Regions from separate parts of the Hordeum vulgare genome. Here region 2 is linked to region 1. The links are chromatin contacts, called in public Hi-C maps. All regions are on one chromosome and are shown on one strand. The core of a region is the stretch at or near the end of the contact, and the rest is flanking DNA. Distances in the headings are between cores, read along the strand shown.

Region 1 (7,534 bases), core at 2,804-5,303:
TTTGGCCGAGGAGGCCTCTCCTCATGCTCAGGGGCATCACTCTTCTCGGTGCTGTTCTTGCCCCTCAATGGCACAGTTTCAGTATTCTCAGAGATCCGGTTCTGTCGTGGTCTTCGTTCCTGCAAATCCAGTCACTTGCATGCTCAACTTTTGTGATTGTGCATATGTAGGCAATAGGCATCAAAGCCAAGCTAAACAATCCTCTCTAAACCAAATGGAGTCAGTAGAACAAGCATATAGGTTAACCAAATAAGATGGCATCAATGGCAGCATATCAGTCCAGCACAAGTATACTGTGCAATGACCAATTGATCATACAGTGGATGAAAATAGCAGGAAAATGCATGATTTCCAGGTAACCCAATAATCATATGTGAATGATGTTATTTTGTGAAACAAACCTCTTGAGGTATGGTTTCACTGGAATCCAACATCCGGACGACCTGATCCATCCTTGGTCTCTTCTCAGCATTCAGATCAATACACCGCAGTGCTGTCAAAAGGGCACGTTTCAGCTCCTTTGTCGACGGTCTTCTCTCAAGGTGTGGATCCACCACTTCGTCAGACCGTCTGTTGGCGACCATCAATTTAAGCCAGTCGACTAGGTTTACCTACACGGGAATAGCAATAGCAGTGTGTTAGAAAGAAATGAAGGGCACTGAGTTGTTTGGTAAGAGGAGAGATTGAAAAATGAGCAAAAAGAAGAGATGAAGACAACAATCAGGGATCTCAAGCATAACAGAAGAAGATTTTGCAAGTATTACCTCACTTGGGGGACGATCATAGTCAATTGGATCTCTACCTGTAATAACTTCTAATAAAAGAACCCCAAAGCTGTAGACATCACTCTTCTCATTCAAAAGCCCACTGTTAGCATACTCGGGCGCAACATAGCTGCACAACAAGAATAGAATAGTTATTCAGTGAAACAATTGTTAGCATCCACAACTTACCTCTTGAACTATAATGGACATGTTTTGGAGGAAACGAAAAAGGAAACTGACTCATATACACCGACGCATGAAAATCTTACCCAAAGGTACCCATAACTCGAGTAGCAATATGACTTTTACCAGCACCAAGCATCTTGGCCAAACCGAAGTCAGATATTTTGGCATTAAACTCATCATCGATCAAGATATTGCTGGCCTTGATGTCACGATGCACAACCTTTGGTTCAAGTGCCTCATGCAAGTATGCAAGGCTGCAGGCAAACGTGGAGTCTATCAAATTGATGTTTCCAAGAGCGCCAAGGCTATAGGTAAAATTAAGAACTACAGTATATCTAATGACCGAACAGAACACCGCCATGTTCTTAAAAAAAAAGAACACTAGTTACTTGCAACTACAAAAAGAAGCACTAGTAAAGCCATTGTGATACAGTACCGACAAGGACTGGCCAAAATTTTGTGTAGTCTCGATCTTTACTGTAATCATATTTCAGGGCTGATCCAAATCCAAACTTGTTTCTGTTCACAACAGTATATACAATAATTTCTAGTGGCTAACAACTCGGTACGATAGTTAAACCCAGATGCCGTTATGACCGAAACATGTGCCGTTATGGAATTATCATTTGTTAGCTCTTGCACACTATCACGTCATGAACAGAATTTTGGAAGTACAGAGAGTTTAGTGAAGGAGCTACTCACGCCTTTGCAGTCCCCAGAAGAACTTTCATGCGAGCTAACCAAGTGAGAGAGCTGTACTGGGACAATTCTCCATGGAGCCAACTTTCAAGATTCCCGTTGTTAACAAACTCGTATACAAGCATCCTGGTTATGCAAACACATTAAGCAATTCATGTTATGACTTTCTTGTTTATTTGATGCTAAAACAATAGAAACATGACAGGCTATGCTTTAGAGAAAAAATGGAAGAAGAAAAAAGATGAAGACATGTTCTGACCTCTGGGTACCCTCAACACAATATCCCAAAAGCCGGACCAAATTCTTGTGGCGAACATTACCAATTGCCTCAACTTCCACTCTGAATTCCCGCTCGGCCTGCCCTCTACACAAAGTCAAGCAATTCTTGTATAAGCAGAAAGGAGGTGACACAATAAACTTTCCAGCCAAAAAGTCAACACAATAAACCCATAGACATCCATTTCGTCACCGAAATATCATTGTAGGAAAACTCACAAATTGTTAAGGATTTTCTTGACAGCGACTGGGGTGCCATTTGATAATCTGCCGCGATACACAACACCATATCCGCCCTCCCCAATTACGTTGTCCTTTGAAAAATGGTCGGTTGCAACATCTAGATCTCTGAGAGTGAACCAATGGCCCCAACCAAGGTAAGAAAACTCAGGTAGGCCGTCCAACGGCGCAGAATCGGCAGTAGCATGTACAGAAGGCTGTTCACAGACAGAAACAGGCTGAATTCCATCACAGCCATCAGTTTGAACAAAAGAACCTGAAAGATTGTTCTCTTCTCTATGTCTCGAATTGTCCTCCTGCGCCGATTGAAGTGCATCTTTATCCGTTGATTCAACAGGTCCATTCTCAATGGCGAGTAGAAGCCCATCATGTACGACATAATCATTCGGTGAAAATTGGTCAGGCACCCTGACTTCTGTGATGTCTTTGAATGCAGAAGGTATCTGGGTCATGGGAAGCTCCTTGAATGCCCTACGTGAGCGTCTGATCCAGGTTTGGACGGTAAGGCATATAACAAGGATAAGAAGAATACCCAGGAGGGATGCCCCAACAGAGATCCCAATCACAACCCAAAGTTTAAGCCCAAAGACGATTGTTTTCTCATGAAGTGATTCTGTGAGCGTGGAGTTTGATGACATGTTGTGATCATCAAATACCTGCGTTCAAAGGATAAGAAGATGTTAGTCACAGATGCAAAGAAACACTTGCCTGTATTAACTTGATTGCCTGGTCTGTGGACACTTAATATCATCTGTCCCAAACTGTTTGTAGCGTTCCCACGGAGATACCCTAATACGGAGTATAAAAGAAATGGTGGAACTGTTTGCTGATTTGGGAATTAATGAGAAAGCTATATTGCAACCACCAAGCTGAAGAGCACGCAAAAGGTGGCGTGTTGGGCGTGCATTTAGAGGGGAAGCAAAGCAAATGCAAATCAAGTAAGTTTGCACAAGAATGTAGCTTCAAACTAGAGTAGTATTATTACTTATGCAGAAAGAACAACACGCAGTGACATGTGGCCAAGATGAAGTGGAGCGGACTGACGTGCCAACCACCATTCCCATACCTAGAGCTTACTTGGTGTTGAGAATTAAGTATGTCCAATCGAATGGCTACAGGCTTAAATAAGGAAAGAGCGTGAAGAGACATCATGATGCGGTTCACACTAGAGCAAAGAAGTATAAGTAGAGTAGAAAATAAACATGAGGCCTACCCGCCCTTTGAGTATGGATACCAGATATAGATGTATACCATCTATCTCTCCACAGGAACAGAAAATTGGGCACGGTTCAGGGAACCGACAAGACAAAGCAGCTGGCCGCACGCAAGCTACGCAAAGCTAGAAGAGAAGGGGAGGTGGATTACAGATTACTACCTTAAGCTACCAATCCTAAATGCCAAAGTTAACCAAACTTATATACTCCTAAATCTGAAGAGCAACCTGGAGAGAAGGATGAGATGAAAAGTGTTTGTGGTCTGAAATCTGGACGGCGAAATCGAATCAGCGCGGGCATTGAGGGGTAATGGCGGAGGGTGAGGGGGGGAGGAGCAGGGAAACGAGGAGCTCGGGGAGGGGTGAGATCCAGTAAGCCAAGACGCTCGCATTCCGAGAAGAAGAGAGAGATGGAGGGGAATTGGGTGGATATGGTACCTGGGATCCAGCGCAGCAGCGGGAGGAGGAAGAGGACGAAGGATGGCAGCTTCCCAATTGCAGTGGGGGGAGGGAATGTATGCGGAAGGAAGAGGGGATTTGGAGATGGAATTGGAAGGTGGTGGCGGCAGGAGAAGGGGAGTTGTCAGCGTGGTTGGTAGTGGACTGGCGAGGCGAGAGAGAGAGAGAGGAGCAGTCAGTCGGTCGGGGCGGACGGGAGTGACGCGGAAGAAAGCACCCCGGCCAAGCGAAGTGAGTGGTAAACGCAAAGTAAAGCACACGCACACGCTCACGCTCACGCTCCACCCTTTCCTTTCCTTTCCTCCCTCTTCGCACCGCACCGCACCTCCCTCTAGTGCTCCAACCAATAAACTGGAATTAATAATTTGTAAGAGCTTCCAGACAGCAAGCTGCGAATTTATTAATTATACTTCCTTTTAATTATAAGTTTTTTAACGATATCATTAAGGAACTACATACGAAGCTGCGAATTTATTAATTGTACTTCCTTTTAAATATGTTTTTTTTAACGATAACATTAAGGAACTACATACGAAGCAAAATGAATGAATTTACATTTTAAAGTATATCTATATACATCTGTATATAGTTTTCTAATAAAAAATTAAAATGTTTTTATATTTAAAAACAGAGGAAGTAGTACGTAATCTCTATGACTGATCCGGTAAATGGCTGTGTTTTATTCTCTCTATATCTAAATACTTATAGTTAGGGAAAAATAGTCTTAGATCTCTAACTACAAATATTTAGATAGAGAGAGGGGGAGTATTTTGTTAGAAATGAAAACACAATGACCTAAGAGCAAGGTAATGTGCAGACAGCATGCGCTAGGTGGTGGCAGTGGTACCAGATGTGGGCTAGGTGATGAGCGAAGCTGCCTATGGTTTGGTAATTATTTCTTCTCATGTTGTGTCAAGGGGTTGAGGAGACACGCCCGCCGGTGTAGCGTGCTGAGCTTCGTGGAGTGAACTCTCACGGGGCTGAAATAAGTTTACGGGTTTGATTATTTTTAGGGCTCTATTTATGGTGTTCTTTTTACACCGCGAAACTAAAAACATCGTTTTACATATTTCATCATTTTTAAGGGATCTGCTAGAGATGTCCTTAGAGCATCTACAGTTGAATCTCTCAAACCCGTCTCAAATACCCATAGAGCCCGTCCGTTCGGTCACAAAAATATGATTCATATGGGCGTCCTAAACGAGTCTCAAACGCCCAGACGGACCGACACCCCACATATCCAACCCAAATTTGGGACGAATATGGGGACGTCCGACCGTGCCCGTCACGTCGGTCTGACAGCGTGGATCCACGCGGAATCGTTCGGAAACCCGCCGGTCCCACGAACGCTCCTCCGGTGGGAGGGTGTGAACGCTGTGTGGCGCCGTTTTGGCGGGCCACGTAGTCCCTAGCATGGCTATTTAAGCCGACCTCCGACACTCAAACCCTACCCCCTCCACGTTTCCCCATCCCCTCCGCCGCAACGTCAATAAGCCATGCCACTGCGTCGCCTCCACTTTCTAACGTCAGAGCGCTGGCTTTGGCTCCTTGAGTAGACCTGGATCCGAAGGGCCACAGGACTACCTTTCGTGGATCCGGAGGAGGAGTTGGAGGAGGGGGGAAGGAGTTGATGAAGGAGATGGCGAAGGATGTGGGGGACGCTGGGGACGCGAATCTACAGGTGGAGCAGCAGGCTATCCTCGATTCCATTTGCTCAGAGTCAGATGCGGAGGCCAGACGTCGTCGGCGGTAGGAGATGGAGGCGGAGAAGGTCATGGAGAAGGTGGAGATGCTCGCCTACATAGAGGAGGTGGAGGAGGAGGAGACGGAGTTGGAGCCCTCCTACGCGGCCGTCTACCCGGCGCCCAGCACTGTAAGTCATGGGCATCTCCGGCGATGATAGTTAGGGTAGTACGTAGTATGTAGTACATAGGGTTTTTTTCTATGCTTTGCATGGATCTAGGAGTTGAAATATGAGAGACTATGCAGAGTAGCAAATTTAAGCCATGCCTGGTCACTGTATGCGGACACGTCCGGACGTATCCGCGGGCGTAGGATGAAGGTGTGAATTGTGGGGTGGTGGAGTGGGTGGATGCTCCTTGGCCAGACATTTTACAAAGGTGCCTAGCAAGGCTTTGGGAAATGTACCAGGAGCAAGACTTTGGTAGGGTGAAGGATCAACAAGCTCATGACAAAGAGGTGGTGAAGCTAAAGAAGGAAATTGACTTCCTATCAAACAGCTACAGCCAGTTGGTGGAAGATGTATCCAAACTTTTTGACTATCAAGATGGCAAGATGTCTCATGACATGGACTATACCAGTGAGGCAATAAATAAAAAGAAGAAAGAACTTGAGGATCAAGCAAGGATTGAGATAAGTATGGAAAAGCTGAAGCTTGCCAAGGAGCAGAGGTGCATTCTTCAAAGCCAAGCAGATATCATTCAGAACATGAGGAAGGCCATGAAGAAAGTGCAGGTGGACAGGGACCTACTTAAGGAAGAGAAGAAGAAGCTGGAGTATCTTATTGCTGATCTGCTAGTAGGTTTCCTCTTCCTCTTGCCTGATAATATCACAACAACTCCACTGGATGTTCTAGGTGCACTGAATCCCCTTCTTGATGCCCTTGTTGTTGATGCTGGTGCTCTTGGAGCTGCTGTTGAAATTGTTGATGCTGGTGCTCTTGGAGCTGTTGTTGAAAATGTTGATGATGTTGCTCTTGGAGCTGCTGTTTTTTTCTTTCTCGTTGTGTTAGGACCAAGTGGTGGAGCAGATGAGGCTGGGATGTGTGAACTTTGGTCTTGATGTGCTCTTTCTGGAGGTAATTGGGTAGCACTAGAGGAACCATTGAAAATTGCTCTATTCTCCTGCAAAATAAAAACAGTTATTAGACCACAGCTAACCTAAATTCAGGAAACATATAAAAACAGTTATTAGACCACAGCTAACCTAAATGACCACAGCTAACCATTCAAACTGAATATATTATGTTTTTAGCTAACTCATTCTCTCTGAAAACTAAGCAAATAGCAACTTATTTAGCAGTTAACATCTCCCACCAGCAAGATTTAATACCTGCTGCACAGGACAACCTAGAAATCGTCTCCGAGTCAAAGAACCTTCGAAAGCTACCATCTTCTTCGGCCTCTGATGATGCATCATGCATGTAGGCTCAGATTCAGGGAAAGAACCACAGAAAGATGGATCCACCACAGTGTCGGGGGTTTCCTGCAAATGAAGCTTGGAATCAAACCAAAATAAACTTCGAATCCACATTTTGGATGACCTAACCCTAAACCTATCTTCGTTCCACTGTGATGTACTTACAAAGAGCTGTTGATCCATGAAAACCATGCAGATGTCGTCGTCCGAGCTCTCCTCCTCTTTGCAGAACGACATCTTCAACTTCTAGCGGCAACAATGGCGCTGGCGGCGACGGTGAGAGGGTCAGAGCAGGAGGAAGAGGGAGAGGGAGAGGATAAGTGAGTGAGGAGGGAGCAGAGCTGACCTATTTACCGCCAGCGTCGACAGAGACGGCGAGCGGGCGCCGTTAACGGCCGTCCGCGCGGGGGTCCGTCAAAGCTGGCCACGCTGGCACCTGACATGTGGGCCACTATTGCCAGAAAAACGGTTAAAAGAACTAAATAGGGCAGTTAGAAAAATTGGTAGTTTTTTGCCACAGATTAGAAAACTTTTGGTA
Region 2 (7,534 bases), core at 1,719-4,218, 180 kb after region 1:
TATCAATCTTCGTCTTCGGACCATTCCGGAAGCCCTCGTGACGTTCGTGATCTCATCCGGGACTCCGAACAACATTCGGTAACCACACATATAACTCAGTTATACTAAAGCATCGCCGAACCTTAAGTGTGCACACCCTGCGGGTTCGAGAACTATGCAGACATGCCCTGAGGTACTCCTCGGTCAATATCCAATAGCGGAACCTGGATGCCCATATAGGATCCTACATATTCTCCGAATAACTTATTGATTGAACCTCAGTGTCAAGGATTCAGGCAATCATGTATGTCATTCCCTTTGTCCTTCGGTATGTTACTTGCCCGCGATTCGATCGTCGGTATCCGCATACCTATTTCAATCTCGTTACCGGCAAGTCTCTTTTCTCGTTCGTAATACAAGATCCCGTGACTTACACTAAGTCACATTGCTTGTAAGGCTTGTGTGTGATGTTGTATTACCGAGTGGGCCCCGAGACACCTCTTTGTCACACGGAGTGACAAATCCCAGTCTTGATCCATACTAACTCAACGGACACCTTCGGAGATACCTGTAGAACACCTTTATAGTCACCCAGTTACGTTATGACGTTTTATGCACACAAGGTATTCCTCCGGTGCCAGTGAATTATATGATCTCATGGTCATAGGAACAAATACTTGACACGCAGAAAACAATAGCGATAAAATGACACGATCAATATGCTACGTATATAATTTGGGTCTTGTCCATCACATGATTCTCCTAATGATGTGATCCCGTTATCAAGTGACAACACTTGCCTATGGCCAGGAAACCTTGACCATCTTTGATCAACGAACTAGTCAATTAGAGGCTCACTAGGGACAATGTGTTGTCTATGTATCCACACATGTATTTGAGTTTCCAATCAATACAATTCTAGCATGGATAATATACGATTATTATGAACAAGGAAATATAATAATTACTAATTTATTATTGCCTCTAGGGCATATTTCCAACAAATACGTCTCCAACGTATCTATAATTTTTGATTATTTCCTGCTATTATTTTATTAGTCTTGTATGCTTTATATACCATTTTATATCTTTTTGGGGCACTAACCTATTAACTTAGTGCCCGGTGCTAGTTTTTTTCTAAGTGTTTTTGGCTTTTCAGAAAATGTGTACCAAACGGAGTCTAAACGCGACGAATTTTTTTGATGATTTTTCTTAGACCAAAAGAAGACATGAAAGATTCGAAGGGAGTCTAGACGCTGCACGAGGAAGTGACAAGGCTAGGGGCGTGCCCTCCCCCTTCGTGACTCACTCGTGGGTACAATGCGCCGCCTCTCTTGCCTATAAATTCTCATATTTTCAAAAAATCCTAGGGGAGCATCCGAAACAATTTTTCCGCCACGCAAGTCTCTATTCCTCCGCAATCCTATCTGGAGGCCTTTTCCGATACTCTGTCGGAGGGGGAATCCATCACAGAGGCCGTCTTCATCAATCTTGCTGTCATTTATTATATATTCCAAAAACATATAAAAATATTTGTTGCCATCTATTATCCTTTGGTTTATATTTATCTATCATATACCATTAGATTTAATTCTTTCAATTAACGAGTACAAGGGCTTGATGACCCTCTTACCCGCATTAGGTGCAAGTATTTGTTCTTGTGTGTGTAGGTACTGTTGATTGTTTGTTTGCGTGGTTTCCTGTTGGTCTTCCTAATCGAGGAAAATAATTTTCGCTTCTTTACTACATAACCCTTCCTCTTCGAAGAAAATACCAATGCCATCACAAGTAGTAGTCGCCGCCGCTCGGGTCTGAGGAAGGCCAGCGCTCTTCCCTTCGCTCGAAGCGAAGCTTGGCGGGCTAATAATCGTCGGCCGATTAGCCGTTCAAGCTACATAGGCAGAGCTAGAGAAGGCGAAGGCAAGTGTCGGAGCTTCAATTCTCAAGGCTCGTCGCAGTCCGATGGGGAATGGGCGCCGACAATCATTTAGATTAGGAAATTATACCTTAAGAGTCGGACGGGTTCCACTTTTAGTTGAAGTATATGTCTCAAATGTAATGATTTTTGTCATGTTCATATAAAATCTATCGTGTTTGCATGAATCTTTTCCGTTTATTTGAAAATCTGGTCGGTTTGCATGAATTTTAAACGTTTAGTTCCAATAGTTGTTGAAATGTACACGGTTAGTTTGGATGGCACCATCAGTGTCCGTGAAAGATCCCTCTGTCCGTGGACAGATGCCAGAGAGAATTTACAGGTGAACGTTGAAGAAGCTCTTAGATGGCAAGAATGTGTATAAACCGTTCGGTCCAAATAGATGGACCGATGCACTTTGAGGATGAGCATTGAAGATGCCTTAACAACATTTTTCTTGGTGCGATGCATATGGTTTAGGCATCTCCAACACCGACTTGTAAATTCCTTAGGTAAATGTCAGTTTTTATGTTCAAAAGTGATCCACGATAATGATACTGAAGGGAGTCATCCAACGCTAAATACAAAGTATCCGACTATGAGGAGAAAAAGTAGATGGGGACCATGCATTTAGTGAAGATATTTGTGGTTTAGTATCCGGTTGGGAAGGAGGAAAAGAAAACCCATGCACTTGCGGATGAAAGGAAGGAGAAAAGAAAGACATGCATACGATTGGTTAAGTACATGTTCGAACTCTCGCAAGCTCTCCATATTTGTCTCCGACTTATCGAAAGACGGACGTCCGGATCATTTTATCAGATCAATACAACACTACATTAAATTGTAAAAGTGAACAAAAGTATCGGATCAAAGATATAACGAAGTACTCCCCGTTTTTAAATATAAGTTTTTTTACAGTTCTTCATTGAAGATGCCCTTACGGTATTGTATTCGAGACGGATGTTGCGGTGCGCATAGATAGATACGAGTATTCCATTCGAGACGGATGTTGCAGCGAGTGTGAGCGTGCTTTCTCTCTCTCTCACCTTGTGCCTTTTCCGCCCATCCCTCGCTCTCGTGCCTACCACCACCACCACCACCTTTCCCTTCCCTCGGGCAGCCCCCAAAAAACAACGCTAGCAGAGGCTACGGCGGCGACCCACTTCTTTCTTGTCTGTTTGCGGAGCGGTCGGCGGCGAGGATGGTGGTTCGCCACCTCTTCCTCCTCTTCCTCCTCCTCCCCGCTTGCTCCCTCCTCTTCCTCGAGCTCCCCTCAGTCTCAGGTACTTCCTCTTCTTCTTTCTCCAATTGCTCTGTCGCCATAAAACCCTGCCTGCCACCACCATAATTCCTGTTTAGATCCCCGTCCCGGAGGCTCATCTGCACAAGTATCGCTGACATTTTTAGATTCGGTAATGTACTCTTGCGCCTCTACCTGCGGCTGCAGCACACGATTTCTTTTCTTGATTGAGGTGATATATACCACGGACGAACGATTAATTTGTCAACTTAACTTCCCCTTCAATCTGTACGCAAATCCTACTCTGTGTCTGGAGTAGTAACACGATACTACTCACTTCAGCGTTTACATCTCGATCTGGGACTGGGAGAGATTAACTGTGCTGATTTGTGGTGCTTCAGATTGGGGAGCATCACGGTATAGATACACTGCATACTGGGATGGGATATGCATGTGTGGCCCATTCCTTCTCTTTTCATACTAGTACCTGCCTACAACTGACCATGCATGTAACGATAATTTCTCTTCTAAGATTTCATTTCATAGCCCTCATGGGCAATATGCATCTCATACCTACTTTCTTGTATACTTAGTCATGTGCCTCTGTTCTATCAGAACATGAAACTTAGCATTCCATCTTTCTTCCATGCTAATTAATCACTCTGAATACTTAATCGTTGCTAACACAGGCAAACCAACTGTCCATGATGACTTGGATCCAGCTCAGGTGACCAACCCGACGACGCCCATCACAGTCCCATCGACGAACCCAACACCGACAATCATCACCGTGCCGTCCACAAACCCTACCATCACAATCCCTTCATTAAACCCTTTGCCCACACCTATCACAACCCCCTCAAATGACCCTTCTACCACATTACCATTGCCAACCCCTTCGACATCTGCACCAAACACGCCAGTCACCATTCCTGTTACCACCCCTTCAACTTTCCCTCCATCAGCACCATTGACAAACCCAGCGACGAACCCAATGGTGCCTACTGTTGGCACCACACCACCTACTGCTCCGACCACTACTCCAGCCACAGCTCCAGTTGTGTCAGGACAGCAAGCCTGGTGCGTGGCCAAGGCCGGCTCATCAGAAACCGCGCTCCAGGATGCACTGGACTATGCGTGCGGTATTGGGGGAGCAGATTGCTCACCGATACAGCCATCAGGGAGCTGCTACTATCCAAATACCTTGGAAGCCCACGCGTCATACGCCTTCAACAGCTATTACCAGAAGAACCCTAAACCCTCCAGCTGCGACTTTGGGGGTGCCGCAATGCTTGCCAATGCCAATCCGAGTAAGAGAGTCTCTATTTTCTCCTTCTGGTCTCTAGATAGCATCGAGGATTTTCAGTTGGGTGTTCTGAAATATCGTGCCTGCGTCTCCTCTTTGCAGGCTCAGGAACCTGTGTATTGGCATCATCAATGTCTTCACCAACGAGGTGAAGATTATAAATTTGCATTCTGGTCACATGGAACTCTCGTGTTTAATGCAATGATGTGTATGGTGAACTATTTCATCTTTGCAGCTCTACTGTTGGATCCACTGCTCCTACTACATCATCCACTAGCCCTGTTACTGGTGCATCTGGTTCTAATCCAGGATCATCAGTGCTGAACCCAAGTGGCTCAGGCATTTCTGGATCATCGGACTTTGGGTCGGACTTCCCAGGAGAGGCCAACACCGGCAATGGTTGGCACTCAATCTTGCCCTCTGGCTGGTCCTGGGCAGGTTTGTTCTCAGCGCTTGCATTGCCATACGTTGGAGGGATATTTTGAAGAACGAAGCTGCTCCAGAATTTTGGAAACTGTGAGAGTTGAAGTGATGGCAAAGAGCTAGAGTTTTTCCTTTAGCTGTAGTGGTTGTATGATTAGGCCAGAATTGTGTGCTAGTAGGAAGTACGCTTATTGCCTGTATTAACCAGTGGATGTAGTCTCTAGGTGTATGAAATCAAATGTTGATTATGTGCACATCTGCTCTTGCAAGTTGTTGTATTTTGCTCAGTTTGAATGTATGATTTGAACTTGAAGCAGCACATGCAAAATCTTGGAAGTGCAGTTGGGGCCATTAAGTGAGTTTAGGTGGTCAATCTCCAACTCTGATGTCATGTCCAACCACAATTTGAAACTCAGGTGAGCTGTAGCTCTTCAACATGTTAATGACCAATCCATGCACTTGTAACACATGGAAGCTTTTGTATACATTTTATCAATAAAAGAAGTGGCTTACCAGTGGATGTATCTGTGCCCTGACACATAAGACTGATATGCACTTTGGGAGTTTGGGTTGCTTTCGTTGGGTTGGTTGTTCAGTGATGTGAAGGGGGAATGTTGAGACATTCCACCAACAGCTAGCTAGCTGGGCATTTTCTTTTTGTTTATACATATACAAGATTGCGCATTCAATTGTTGGTCCTCAGTTTGATCCAAATGTCACACCTACTTTCCCACTATCAGCAACCTGTTCGTGGCATCTATAAGTAGCAGCACCTCTCCACTGTTCTGCTATCAGATTATTTCCTTTGGAGCTGCTTGTCTCTTGCCTTGCATCCTGCAAAACAAGGTGCGCCCTTTTGTCCCTCATAACTTTTTCGTAAGGAATATTATGATGAAATTCATGCGATCATTTTAAATTACTGTCAATGATTATGATTTCTATTTGGAGGATGAAGTACTCTGTTATAATCCACTGGTCCTCTTGGACGCTTTCTTTCTTCTACTTACTCCATTTCACATGGATTTTATTGTGTTGATGCTCTCTTCGGTTAGGAGACATAGTTCTACCATGAGAGTTGCCTCTTCTCACCAATTTTTGCTGGAGAACGACTTTTGTTTCTTTGTTCGTTTTGTTATCACTTAGGTGAGTTAGCTTAGATTCAGTTTAGTGCATGGAGTTGGTCTGTCATGCCTCATGAGTGTGTCATTGCTTAAAGTATAAAACTAGTTAGTGATTGAGCCAGTTGTTAAACTATACTAAAAAGGCAAAGACAAAAGACGGCAGGCACTATCACCAGTCTTCAGTTACATGTGTTTTGTAATGAACTGATCACTTGTGTTGTATTATGCCAAATTAATTTTGTATTGAACTAGTGGTGACTGGTTAGAAAGCCAGGTGGCGCACACACCAGGCATGTATTAAACAAATGAAAAGCAAAGTCTTTCTTAAAGTTACGAAAGTGAAAAAAAAGGAGGGGGGACAAATTGTTAGTGAGCCTTGAACATGAATTGCTTATCTATTTCCCGAAATGCGCAGATTTTCGTGTGCTTCTTCACATTAAACTGTATACATTCAGCTAAGTGGTTCTCACATGGCCTAAAAGTATACACAACTACCCCGGCCTTTTGTCAACTGCCTGCCCTCAATATTAAATGTGTGTGGCTTAATGATTTGGTCTGTATTAGCATCCAATGCTTTATATGCTGCTGTCTTGTCTTTCCACCTGTTTTTCTGCAGTCTGCACTATTTTTAACCCCCTAAGATGGGATTACAAGAAGAACCTCAACCAATGCATAAATAAGCCAGATGCAAGTGTACACCAAGTTACAGGAAATTACTGCATGGTAAAATAAGTAGAGTCTTCATACACCAGAATAATATAAACATTTTGAGGGACGGTAATTACCGTTTGACATGTATAGAGTAGAGTAGATCTCGTATTGCAATGCAACAGTGCAGTACTGTGTTTTCGGTTGGTTAATAGTAACAGCACTGGTTTATTGGTGTGTTGTTGCCTGCACTGCTCTGCTCTGCTCTGCTTTCTGGTCCTGTCCGTCGTCCTCTCATTGTCACGGCCGATTGGCCGCTCTCAACTGAAGCAGCCTACCCCTACCTATTGCATTAAACACAGCAATCAGGTTGTTGCCCTCTCCCTTTTTCCTCACTGCAATTGACACTGATAATTCTCTTGTTTGTATCTGCCGCTTTGCAGTCAACAAAGAGCTGAGCTGTGCGCTGATTCCAGTTCCACAACCCACATGCTGCATGCCAAATTTCCAATATATATTGCCATCGCCAACCACCACCCGGGCAGCACCTTCCTTTCTGACACTGAGTATTCAGTTGAGGTCGCAACACAGCAATAAAGGCTAGACCACTAGCTTAGGCTGCTCCTTGGATTCACACACGCAATGAAGCAGCAGGTTTTGAGCAACGGCCATGGCGGCAGGATCTCCTCGCCATCGGTGGCCGTCCGAGCCAGGGCTCCAAGAGCAGCACCAGCACCCATCAAGGAAGCTTCTTCGTCTCCAGCTCCGGCACCCGCCACCCCTCCTCGAGCCAGGAGGCCTGTGAGGGTGAGCAGCAAGGAGGAGAGGGTGGTGGCTGGTGCAGCTGCAAAGACAAAGAGGCACAAGGAGGATTCCGAGGAGGAGACGCGCAAGCTGCGTGG

The links. Hi-C and Micro-C count contacts between places; a contact is called where the count stands out from the background.
Region 2: a Hi-C map of leaf shows a contact between it and region 1, with 2.8 times the contacts expected there. The contact joins the promoter of LOC123448126 here to the promoter of LOC123448124 in region 1. A contact is called at or near these places in 5 of 6 Hi-C or Micro-C datasets (leaf, seedling and an unstated tissue) and 1 of 1 datasets of contacts at active chromatin or transcription factors (embryo).

The regions. Positions count from the first base shown.
Region 1 is chr4H:129,423,410-129,430,943 of MorexV3_pseudomolecules_assembly, forward strand. LOC123448124 (probable receptor-like protein kinase At5g18500) reads right to left here and starts at 4,054. Exons shown (of 8, transcript XM_045124899.1): 1 at 3,817-4,054; 2 at 2,145-2,821; 3 at 1,909-2,013; 4 at 1,653-1,775; 5 at 1,034-1,204; 6 at 765-894; 7 at 402-611; 8 at 1-119. The coding sequence starts at 2,803.
Region 2 is chr4H:129,600,824-129,608,357 of MorexV3_pseudomolecules_assembly, forward strand. It overlaps LOC123448126 (G8 domain-containing protein DDB_G0286311-like), which reads left to right and starts at 2,969. Exons shown (of 4, transcript XM_045124904.1): 1 at 2,969-3,177; 2 at 3,824-4,444; 3 at 4,543-4,588; 4 at 4,676-5,383. The coding sequence starts at 3,096. The coding sequence ends at 4,925. It overlaps LOC123448125 (protein CHUP1, chloroplastic-like), which reads left to right and starts at 5,603. Exons shown (of 8, transcript XM_045124903.1): 1 at 5,603-5,709; 2 at 7,076-7,534. The coding sequence starts at 7,275.